Linked DNA regions of Mus musculus: region 1 is linked to region 2. Evidence: chromatin contacts called from public HiChIP or PLAC-seq data. All regions are on one chromosome and are shown on one strand. Each heading gives the region's core, a stretch centred on a gene start, on an enhancer-like site or on the middle of the called end of the contact. The rest is flanking DNA. Distances are from core to core; before and after follow the strand shown. Region 1 overlaps Dst (dystonin). Region 2 holds the start of Bend6 (BEN domain containing 6).

Region 1 (6,028 bases), core at 3,448-5,947, 130 kb after region 2:
GTTTAGAGGCAGTAGTCCAGAATGGGCCACATGCACTTGCATTAAGGAGTCAGCCAACTGTTCCTTACAGGTTGGCTTTTCTAGTTTCCAGAAATGACTCATTTCATTGCTTGGCTCGTGGCCGTCTGTCTGTGTCCCATTGGCAGAGGTTTGCTCTTGGTACCTCCCTGCCTTCTTAGGACAACTCTTGAGATTACCTTGGGCCCACCAGGACCCTCCAGGAGGGCAAGATCTTAAAAGATCTCTTTTGCCATGCATAGCAACACTTTTCAAGGTCCCGTGTTTGTAAACCCTCTGGATTAAGATTTGGGACTCTTAGGGAAACTTTACCTGCCACAGAATGTCCTGGAGATTTCTATTAAAATGCTTAGCACAGCTTCTGATGGAGACCAGAGCTGTTTCCTCTGCGCTTTAGAACAATCGCCATGGTTTCCTTTAGTCTGTAAACACTAACTTAACAAGATAGGGCAGGCTAAACAGGTCTGTATTTTGCTATTTTGAGTAAAGAGAGGGAGAAAATATTCAAAGGAAGAGTGATCTGGGATTTTCAGTGGGGCTTTGTAAGGAACCCTAAGGTTCTGGAAAAGAACAAGTGTTTTCCCTACAGTATTCCGTGACAGCCCCTAACTTGCCGAGATGTAGAGAGCCACCGTCACACCTATATAAGGAACCTTCTCTGCTTGGTCTTCCTCGGGTAAAAAGATAAAATTGAGCCGGTGGTGGGGGTCCAGGAGGAGAGGATCTTTGGTTCTTCTGGAACAGTCTGTCCTGGTTTCTGAAATGACTTAAGTTGTGGAGTTGGTGTAGAACCCCTTAAGTTCTTGTTCATTTAGGGCGGTTACATCAGGAAAGCTCTCTACAGGATGGCACCTCCATCATAGACTCGATAGTCTCTCTGAGGGTTTTTGGCTTCTCTTTGTGCCCTTCATTTTGGGCCTCATCCGTTTGATTCCTTGCACTAGTTGCTGAAAGGGATTAAAACAGTGCTTTCTTCCATCCGTTTCCTGCAGGTCAGAAATCCAACACACGCAGTAGGGGACTCTCCACACAGGGTTTCTCGGGTGACACTAGTCCTTGGCTTTCAGAACAGTCTGAGGATAAGAGTTTTTGGTGTGAGAGAATTTAAAAGGATTAAATATGAACATGATTCCTAACAAGCTGCAGTTGTGTGTGGTCAGAAGACTGCAAAGTATGTAAAAGCAAAAAGCAAACAGAGCTTCATTGCTAAAGGGGTTTTCTCCACTTAGAGCAAGTTTATGAACACGTGGAATTTTAAATTAGAAGAGACTGTCGCAGCTGGGAACAAGAGGCGTGCAGCGTGTTGTCTGCTAACTGCTGGTACTTTAGCCACACACGTGGAAGGGATATTTTCCCTTGCCTTGCCTGTAGATAAGGCTTTTAAATGAACGTCTGGGGTGTTTACAATGAGCTGCCAGAGTGAGTGTTGTTGAATCACAGGCTGACAATGCATTAGTGATGTAGGTGTGTGGCTGTGCACTGGTGCACTGCTGACTCTGGACCCACGAAGTGGCCCAGTCTCCTCAGTGGGGCACGTTGGAGGATCTGTGGAAACAGGTTATCACGGCTCTCTGAAGGACTGATGAGGTAGTTTAGTTTTATAAGAAGTATATGAACGTGTGTGTGCACGAGTGGGCATGCATGTGTGTGTGCATGTGTGTATGTGTATGCATCTGGTTGGGTGGTCTGGGTATGTGGGTCATGACCGAGTCACACGTGCACACATACACTGTTTTCACATCGCCTTGCTTTTGTTCCGGGAGGGCCCTTGCCACAGCAGCTTCATGGGGAAAGGATCATGCTGTCAGTGCATCAAGGAACCCTTTGCAGGGTTCTGCACACACATTCTGTAACAATTCCCAATCTTCATGGAAAGCCAAGGAAGAAAGAACACTGAAGCAAATGATTTTTTTCTTAGTTTTTCTTAGTCAGGACATAAAACCATAAATGAAATAATAGTTGTGACCTAAAAGTTTGTTTATTCAGAGGCCAGCAAGCACTTGTTAATAGAGTAGTGTAAATTTTATGTGAGTCTTACAGTGCTTTTTATTCTAAATACTTGATGCTGCCTGGGTGATTTTTGAATGATAAGGGAGGAAATTAGATATTCAGGGTATTTATAATCTGCTGTCAGGGTCGGCCGTGTCGGTGTTACCTCGGTTGCCCTACTGGCATGATGCTCTGAATCCTGGCGGGGTGATGGGAGTTTGGCGTCAGAGGTGTCGCCCATGCTCTTTCTGGATCATATTTAAAGGGCACGCACACAGACCTCTCACCCACTCCTAAGACTGGAGCACTTCTGCCAGGGTTTCAGGATCGCCCGAGTGGGTCCTACTCCTTGGAAAGAGGCAACAGCTAATGCCAGATAAACACAGTGCGTTCTGAGCTTGCACATGCAGGATTGGTATGTTAACGTTGTCCTTTTACTAAAACCAGGATGGGCATAAATACTTACTGTTTTACATTTGCATGTGTGGTAGCTCACCGTGAGGATCTAAGGACTAAACTTCCGGAGGGTGCATCCCAGGCTCTGCTTACTCCGTGGACCCTTTTGTCTGACATGCTAGTAGACGTCTTACCTGTAAATATCGCTCTAAATGCTTTTGCACATGCCGCATTAGCCTGAATAATAACCTGGTGGTAGCTGTCACCTTTCTCATTTTACAGGTGAGAGAATGATGGCCGAGAGGACAAATGACCTGCCTAAGGCCACACACCACAGTCCCTTCAAGTCACTTTAGACACTGCTGTTCTGGTCACCTTGGCAACCCCCTTGCCGGTCCTGTGGAAAGTCTTGAGAGAAGAGAAATGGTTTTCCAGTTCTCTGGATTTCCTTCTGATGACTGTGTGGTGCGGTGAACTAGGCTGTGAGGATCATAGACAAAGCTGCTCCTTGGAGGGCGAGGGCAGAGGTGTGCATCAATCACGGGTTGTCTTGGGCCTGTCCTAGCCACACCTTGCTGGGAAGGACTGTTTCTGTCAGGAGGATGGTCTCTGACCTCTCTGACCCGCCTTGTTCCTTAACTATCAGTTTACCTTTTGGGTCTTGAGACAGGCTTCTATTTTACAGGCCCTACCTTATTCTCAGTCACATAAAATGATTTCACTTATGTTCCTAAGAGACACTCGGATCTCTGTGAGTTCAAAGCCAGCCTGGTATACGAAGAGTTCGTGGACAGCCAGGGGCTGTTACACAGAGAGAAATCTTGTCTTGGGGGGGAAAAAAAGACTGATTTTTACTTTTAAACAAACAAGGAAAGGCAGATTAAAATTAAGCCACCAGGTTGTAGCTTGGTAGAGTGAAGGCTTTTGACAGGTCGGCAGCGTGTTTTCGATGAACTTTCTGGATCTCACAAGAGCATAGTTGATAAGCCTGCGCTGGCCAGGAGCAAGTGTGTCCCGTGGGTGGCTGCAGTATTTTGTTTTTGTGGGAATGCTGTGTTCCTCATTTTCCTGCAGAAAACCCGAAAGCTGGATAAAAGCAGCACACGGTTGGTTCTGGCTGCCCAGAGGGAAGGTCTACTCTTTCTTTGCCGCCACCCCGCCCCCTCGTGTCACCCTGAGATCTCACAGTAGATCAGGGACTAGGAGACACTTCCCACCACCATTCTTTAGCTCCTGGGCAGCTATGCCTGGTCACATGAACTCATTAATGGAGACTGGCTTTCCTGCTGGGGAGGGGTTCTTGTAAGAGGTCTTCCAGCGTAGGGGCTGGGGGGGGGTGGGGTGGGTGGAGCAGTGTCCACCTCTTATTGTCTTTAAAAATGTGTATTTATTTTTTAGCTATACAGATAGGTGATTTCCTTGAAACATCCAACCCTCCATGTGTATATATACATACTGTGTATACGTTCAGCCGCTAGTACTCTTTTCTTATACCCACTCTCTCCCCTTTTCCCTTCTACATACCATTGGTACAGAAACACAGTTCTTGAAAGGGGTTAAGAGAGAGTTTGTTCTAGAATCAGGTGTGAGTGACCACGGCCAAGGAACAAAGATTCGGGTTACCTGGAGTCTGTGTTACTTTTTTTTTTTTTTTGGTTTTTCGAGACAGGGTTTTTCTGTATAGCCCAGGCTGGTCCTGGAGCTCACTTTGTAGACCAGGCTAGCCTCTGCCTCCCAAGTGCTGGCATTAAAGGTGTTAGCTTCTTGATGTTTTTAAAGTAACAGAACAAAGAAATTCACAAATCAGGGCGGATTTCAGATACAGCAGCTGTGTCACCAGGTGAACAGGGTTCAGCAAAATGGCGAACTGCTGTTGAAGGCCTGGGGTGCTGTTGTCTTACAGCATTCCAAGGCTTCCAGTTGGTGGAAGCTAGTGGTCTGTTAACGTCTTCTGAAAGGCTTTGCATCTCTGTTGGTCACAGAGATGTCAGGTTAGATACCGAAGTGGACAAGGCAAGGCTATTGGAAGGGCCAGCGATAGCCCAAGGTAAACTGTGATTAGGTGCTGGACCTACAGTGTTCAGCCTCTCTGGGGTCACTGAGACTCTGGCCAGTTCGCTCCGGCCGGATGCTGCTTGGGGAGGTTATTTGGCTTCCACAGTCCCAGACCTTTACTGAAGAAAACAAGGACAGGAACTCAAGGAAGGAACCCAGAGGCAGGAAATGAAGCAGAGACCTTAGAGGAGTGCTGTGCCCCTATTGGGTTGCTCCGCCTGCACCTGCTCTATTATGCCTCCCTGCCTAGGGCTGACATCACCCACAGCTGGCCCCGCCCACACCAGTCATTAGGATAATACTCCATATACATGCCTGTAGGCAGTCCAGTGAAAACATTTACTCTGTTGAAACTGCCTTTTCCCGGATATGTCTAGTCTGTGTCAAGCTGACAGAAACTAGCAGTACATAAGCTTCGCAGAAGACCTGCCATAAGATGCTGTTTATTACAGGAACTTGGGGTCACAGCCTAACCTTTTTTTTTTTTTTTAATTTTGTGCACCTTTTATCTTTGTCCTCTAGATTCTACATATGAAAGTAAATGTGTTCTCATGTCGCTGTGAGACTGGCTTATTTTACTTATTTTACTGTTAAATAAAATATCATGAATGCAATATAATTTCTTTCTTTTTTTGTGGCTGAACAGAATCCCATTGTAATATACCGAACTTTCTTATTCATTCACTGTTGATAGGTTGGTTCTATATCTTGTCTTTTATGAATAGTGCCTCATTAAACATGCATGTGCAAATATGTATACAGTGAGTAGATTAAGACTCTGTCAGGTATACACACAGAAATGTTAGTCAGGTCATAGGCAAGATCTGTTTTTACATTGATTTCCAAGGCAGGAGAATTTACATTCCTACCAGTAGTGTAGAAAGATCCCTCCCCTCTCACATCCTTGCTAGCATATATTAATGTTTCTTTTTCTCTTTTCTTTTTTTTTCATTTAAAGATTTATTTTTATTTATACAATGTTCTCCCTGCATTGCATCTATGTCTGCACATCAGAAGAGGGCACCAGATCTCATTATAGATGGTTATAAACCACCATGTGGTTGCTAGGAATTGCACTCAGGACCTCTGGAAAAGCAGCCAATGCTCTCAACCTCTGAGCCATCTCTCTAGCCCCCGAATGTTTCTTTTTCATATGTGTGTGTGTGTGTGTGTGTGTGTGTAAGCTTGGTACAGAAGCAGGGAGTATACAGCACCTGAACGCTGGGAAAAGGAGACCTAAGGCTGCTCCCAGAGAAGGCTCAAGCGTAGCTGGCTGTGTAAATGTGTCTGTTTCAGTTGAGACAGCCAGAAAAACTTCACTAAATGGAAATTAGACTCTGTGACACAACCACCCTGTATAGTGCCGTCCATAGTCCGTAAGATGTTCTGGGGTCATTCAGTGAATTACCATCTGCTGCCCAGTCAGGTATTTTAGATCCTGATCCTGCACCCAGAGAGACTTGGTGAGTATTTCTGAAGAAGTAATTTGCAGCCACGTGCTATCTGGCATATTAGTGTCTTCGCTGCTGCTGTGCCGTTAAGGTATCTTATAGAGGTATTTATTTTGGCT
Region 2 (6,267 bases), core at 502-3,001:
AACGTTTACCTTATCGGGGAGATAAATGATATTCTTGTGTGCAACTGAAACTTGTGAATGGCGGCAGCAAGGCTCAGGATGATAATAATCGCAGTAAATAATAGCTCAGAGAATCGGAATCGCTATTTACTTGCTGTTCGCTGTTAAAAGCACAGAATTTGGGGCAAACTGATTACTTTGCTGAGTTTACAGCCTCAGACCTATTTCTGTTCAGAGATATTTGTGCCATTTCAGCTCACTGCCAAGCTCTGGTCAGTGAGAAACGTAAGGATGACCTTCGGAAACCGCATCGGCTAGCACCACCCCCAGTTTGCAGAAGGTTACTCTGGTCCAGTATAAAACGACCCTCCGGTGCCCTGCTCAGCGTGCTGGGTTCTTCCTTTCGCGGTGTACCACACTTTGCAAGATCTCGGGATTCTCTTCAACCCCCCCCCCCCGCCCCCCTGCATAGCAGATAGGAATACAGTTTCTTACTGCAGTGGGCTGCAGTGTCAGGAGCCCTTCAGCTCTGTGCACGGGATGCAGAAGTTCCAGACAGCTCTGCTGACTGCCAGGGACCCGTGAAGCCTGTTTGGCACCCAGTGCTCCCCGCAGTCTGACAGTCAAGAGTCTCACCTTCCTCAGTGTCGGCAAGCAAGGTGCTTTCCATCCTCAGCCTCAAACAACAGAATGAGTGGCATATAATAGCAATCTGTATTTGTTTTAGGAGGCCAACATGCAAATAAGAGCACATTTTCCTGTGCTTTCCGTGCTTATGAACCTGGCATCAGGGCTAAGCAACATCTTTCCGCATTTCTTTTAATGCTCACACTTGATAATACATCATTCACCTATCAGTCACTAATGGCTACACATTTTTGCAGAACTGAACAGTTGGTTTCATATAGTTAGACAACAATACACACATTCCTATCGATTCTTCAATTGACTTTTGGAATTTTACGAATTATTTAGTTTCAAGCCAGTTACTAGAAATTGCACAAATGTAATATTTCATTTGTCATATGTCATATAGTTAATTTAAAAAATACAAGTCAATGAAAGAAAACAAATCATCCAACTCCCACAGGGAAAGCCAGTTTGCCTTAGGGGCAAGCAGGGCAGAGCACTGCACTGGCCCGCTAAGGCCGCAACACGCTGCAGGCGGCCACTGCAGCTTTGGCTTTCTCGCCAGGTGGCAGAGGCCCTCCGCAAAAGAGCACACCGCAGCGCTCACGCCTTGCCTTCTTCGTTGGCACCGAATCAGCGATCACTGTCAAGTGTCCAGCCCACAACTGCGATACAGTTTTTGCGGATTGTAACGGAATGTAAGGGAAGCTGGAAAAAAACGGCAAAGGGGAGAAGGGTGTGTACCCGAGTGTGACCGATCGCCGTTGTCTGACAGTGCCTAAAAATTTCTCCTGCAGTATCTACAGGCCAATCAATCACCAACTTCCTTCATCCTTCATCATGTCAGATCCTTACATCTAAAATCACCTCTCCCTACAAAGCCAATAAATGAATCAGGGTTCTTTGACCGTGGCAGAGCTCACGTCTGGGCTGAGAATCAGCACCAAGTTTGGGGGTGGTAGGGTGCAAGCCTGCAGACCGCGGCGTGCCGCCTTTCCTAAGATTGGACCAGCTTGGAGATGGCCCTTCCAGGTGCTCGCGCCTCCATGCGCAGGGACTACCCCCGCCCCCAAACCAAATAGCTCACCCTGCTGCATCCTCCGAGCCCCAGCCTCCGGGCGGGCTCAGGGAGGCGGGAGCCCGGGTTCCCCCCGGCTCCTTGGCGCCCCCTGACGTCGGCCTCCAGCAGAAGGTCCGCGGAGGCTTACACAGGCGAAACCCGGGGGTCCCCGCGCACCGCCGCCCGGCGCGTGGCCTGGCGGGCCGCGCGCGCACCGAACCGACCTGCTGGAGGGCGCGCGCCGCTCGGTCCCGGCCCCAGCCATGCGCGCGCGCCCGCACCCGCGCCGCCGCTGCCGCCGCAGCCCGTGACGTCACCCACCGAGCCCCCCGCCGGCTCGCCGCGCCCCGTCCCGCCCCACGTGCGCCGGCTTCAGGACGCCGAGGCCCCGGGCGGCCACCCGATGATGCTCCCAGCCGGCTGCGTCCCGGGCGGGGCTGAGCCCGAGAGCTGCGCGCGGGCTGGGGCGCCTGCGGAGGGAGGGGCGCGGCTCTCGCCGCTGCGCCGCGTGCTGAGTCATGGCGAGAGCTGCCCGCTGCTCTCCATCAGTCGTTCCGGGGCCGGCGCGGGGTGTGCAGCCATTGGGCCGCGCGCGGGGCCGCGAGCGCCGGGCTTGACGCGCTGAGCCGCGCTCGCCCCTGTCCGCCGCGCCCGCCCCGCGTCCCGCGCCCCGCGCCCCGCGCGCTCTGCAGCCTTAGCCCCGCGCCGCACGGCCCCCCGCCTCGCCCGCACCATGATCGCCGCCGCTTTCCTCGTTTTGCTGAGACCCTACAGCATCCAATGTGCTCTCTTCCTCTTGTTGCTCCTGCTGGGCACCGTCGCCACCATCGTCTTCTTCTGCTGCTGGCACCGCAAGCTCCAGAAAGGGAGACATCCGATGAAATCGGTCTTTTCGGGTCGTTCCAGAAGCAGAGGTAAGACACGCCGCCGCTGGGTTCTTCTGGGCAGAAGCGAGGTTCAAGCCTTCTCTGCCTCTTCTGCCCACTCAGTGCCCACTCCTCAAGCTAAGTGCATTTATTTATTTAACGCGCCCTGGCCCTTTGGCCTCACCTCCATCCTCTGAGTCACCAGGTTTGGATAACCACGGAGATTCGGAGGTCCTGGAAGGAAGGATCAGGCTCCGATTCTTAGGGTCAGTTTGCTAGAGCCCAGAAGGTAATTGTAGGGGAGTCCTGGGCTGAGGTACTCGTATCTTTGCCAAGCCTTTGCTGGAGCTTAGGAATAAAAAAGTAAGGCGTGATGATATGGGCTCCCCTCTCCCAACTTTGCTGGAACTTCTTGCAGAGAAATCACCTTAGAGACAGATGGTCCAATACTCTCTCCGCCCCGCCCCAATATGCCCACGGAATTGGAGAGAGACACCTAGAATGTGCTTTCCCGAATCCAGGTAAGTGATCAGTAACTCTTTAGGCTGAGAACAAGGAGTTAACGGAGTCTCGTTTTCCCTCTTTTCTCCCCAGATGCTGCTCTGAGATCTCATCACTTTCGCTCTGAGGTAATTTATTTAGCGCACACTCTCAAGGTCAGAGTAGCTTTCTTTCCTGAGTACCAGCATTAATCATATACGTGTTTAAAAAGCCAGTAGGGCACCGAATGGGAAGCCTGCAGTCCCTAAGCCCAAAGTGACATGCTTCTTAAGCAATTCCATAGTCACGCCTGGGGCGCATTGTGTGTGTTTGTGTGTGTCTAGTGTAGTGGAGTTTGCGTTACAAGAGGTGGGAGGGGCAGCCCCTAAAAGAGAGAATTTAGTCTGGGAATGGATATCAGTTTAGCTTACAATCTGCACTTGTGGTGGAAGCACTTCCTGGTTGCTTCCGGAGGTCGGTAGCTAAACCACAGTGTAAACCACTTAGGTCGTTATTGCCGAAGAGTTTGAAGCAAACTCCAGTTGAGACTCCAGGTGACATCCCTACGGGCTTAGTTTGCTGCCCAGGATGGTTTTTACATGATAGTAATGTTGATGAAGAAGATACGCCAGAGTGTGTACTTAGTGTCTGTTCTAGACTATCCATCTAGAGTAGGTGACTGGACGCTGCCAGTGCAGGAAACTGCAGGAGAACCACCTCCAGTTAGAACAAGACACAGCTCTGCCTGACCCACTGGCTTTCCAGTTGCCCACTTCAAGTTTTTTCTCTTTGGGCGAAATCTGCCTATATCAGGCCATGGAGGTTACTTTATGATGCAGGGTCTTCATCTTAGCAAAGTACTGTGGTGTCTAGCCCCCTACTACAGTTTTGTTAGTTACCTGAAGTTACTTCACATCTTGTTTGACTTGTTCATCAGAGGTTTTATTGCACCCCGGATTCCTTGCTAGACTGTGATTATTTAAGCTTAGCTGCATTAGCATAATGTTACTATGTTGCATGCTGAGTAACTCTATTGCATGTACACTGGAAGTGAGAGTTCTGTGTTAGTTAAGATTTGTGGAAGAAGAGCTTGCCAACTGTCAGCAGGCCTGGATCTAGCTTTATACTAACTAGTGGGGGTGGGGGTATGGGTGTGGTTATGGGGTCGGGCTGTATGTGGAAAAACAGTGTGCCAAAACAGGGCCAACAGTACCCTGTAGGGGTGTATGTGGAAATCATTTTTAAAAATTATGTAAAAAAATAATTAGTTCATAGGAGGTATTTAGTTTTGGGTAGCCATCGTACATTTTGTAAAATTCAACTGAAAATTGCCAGGTGTGGTGGCTGGCGCACACATTTGATCCACACACTTGGAGGCAGAGGCAGGGGATGTCTGTGAGTTTTGAGGCCAGCCTGGTCTATATAGTGAGTTCCAGGATAGCCAGAACTACATTGTGAGATCCTGTCTCAAAAAAGAAAGAAAGAAAGAAGGAAAGAAGAGGAAAAAGGAAGATGAGAAGAGAGAGAAAAATTTGTAAAAATCGAGATAATATTTGAAATGAAGTCTTTAGAAAATTAGGTCAGGTTCATGGACTACACATGAACTAGATCTGGTGGAATAGTGTTTGAAGAGCAGAGTAAGTAAAATTTAAATGCAACAAAGTAAATAGTGGGCAGGGCACAAGTTTTAGGATATAGGGGATTGTCTGGAAAAAGATTCACCAACTCTATGCAGATAAATGAGAGAAGAATGACTGTGCTGTGAGCTTGCCCTGGACATTTTGGCATAAGCATGTTTTATCTTGAGCTGATTGATTCAGAAGTCTGGGAGCAGCCGTTCAGTGCCTTATCTTGTTCTGTAAGATTGCTAGCATAGTTTGAAATCCTTGTGTATACTTGTTGCTTGCTCTGTGTGTAAGCCCGTGAGCTCCTGGGGGCAGAGCCGAGGTCTCTTGCCACAACACTATCTGGCCTCATATGGGGTGGGTTCTTAATAAATATTTATGGGATGAATGAAAACGGTCTCTGGGTGGGCGGATAGCACTCAGAGTTGGACAGAAAGGGAAACTGCATATTCTTAGAACATGGCTTACAATTTAGGAGTGCTCATTTACCGTTCCCAGAATTCTAAATGAGAGCATTTGTTTTTGTTTCTGTTTTTGCTTTTTAAATAGGGTCTCACTATGTAGCCCCAGCTGTCCTGGAACTTACTAGGTGGATCAGGCAGGCCTCAATCTCACAGAGCACCTATCCCAGTCTCTTGATTACCTGGCTTTTCCCAAAGCTTTAAAAAAATGACCTTAGTGCTTGTAGTAAGGCACTCGTTGTAACAAAAGAATTCTGCTAGAATTTCTTTTTTTTTTCCCTCAATAAATTAAAATGTATTCAGCTTAATCAGTTGGTGGGATAATAAGCAAGGTATGATATTTTATATGTGGAAATTCATAAACTGGGCTGCACAAGAATGTTTTATTTTGTCACTACTTTATATTTCCCACAATCAGAGCATCCCCCTTTTGCAAAACGTAGATGTATTTTCTCTTCCTTCTTAGAACATCATTTCTGCCAGCCTTTTTCTCCTTAAGGAAGACCTCCGAGTTTACTTGGATTGAAGCATATCTAGTAAGTTAGAGTGGACACAATGAATATTATTTATTCCTGCTGTGGGTGTTTTTTTTTTTTTTTTTTTTTTTTTAAAGCAGCTGCTGCAGAATAATATTATCAAAGCAAATGCATTGATTTTTCTGGCAAGTCCTAATCACCCCGGGCTTAGTTCTTAGTGTTTTCTGTTCTCTGTGCCAATCTTAGTAAGCGGATAATTCGCTTTCAGCGTTTCTGTCCTGGTCAAACGAGAAGCATGGGGTCGGGTCTGCTGACTCACTTTGAAACCTGAGCAAGCTATGGGAGAGTCCTGGGACTGATGAAGTTCACCTGGCAGAGGACATTGTTTCTGCCACCCAGGCCTCCAGGAGCATCAGCCAGGACAGGAGATTTGGGGGTGTTTTATCCATGGTGGTCAGATGAATACTTCCTAAGAGGAAAACTCGGTGTTGAGGCTCCCTAGAAGCTGCGAGTCCAGCTCCCACATCTTTTCTCTCTCTGTGTGTGTGTGTGTGTGTGTGTGTATAATGTCACATTTCTTCAGTTCAGTCTCTTTGTAATAGCTAGAAACAGCGATCCCATAGGTGCTTCAGGTCTCTCTCTGGGCACCAGCAGTGCTTCCTTTCAGATGCCTGCAATGTTCTGAGCTTT

What was found. HiChIP or PLAC-seq counts read pairs in DNA pulled down with a chosen protein or histone mark.
Region 1: an H3K27ac HiChIP or PLAC-seq map of embryonic stem cells shows a contact between it and region 2, with 14 read pairs. The contact joins the enhancer-like site here to the promoter of Bend6 in region 2. A contact is called at or near these places in 2 of 39 promoter capture datasets (embryonic stem cells and trophoblast stem cells), 2 of 115 datasets of contacts at active chromatin or transcription factors (both in embryonic stem cells) and 1 of 9 other capture datasets (adipose tissue).

The regions. Positions count from the first base shown.
Region 1 is chr1:34,034,069-34,040,096 of GRCm38.p6, forward strand. All of the region lies in intron 4 of Dst (dystonin), which reads left to right. Among named protein-coding and RNA genes, the nearest start is that of Mir6896, 80 kb to the right of the region's middle. Within about 2 kb of position 4,698, at least 11 of the 459 cell types and tissues checked have an H3K27ac peak or open chromatin away from gene starts, as enhancers often do. A contact at or near this core is called in embryonic stem cells, where this site is marked.
Region 2 is chr1:33,905,870-33,912,136 of GRCm38.p6, forward strand. It overlaps Bend6 (BEN domain containing 6), which reads right to left and starts at 1,752. Exons shown (of 7, transcript NM_177235.3): 1 at 1,697-1,752. Dst (dystonin) reads left to right here and starts at 2,356. Exons shown (of 103, transcript NM_001276764.1): 1 at 2,356-2,583; 2 at 3,130-3,164. The coding sequence starts at 2,403.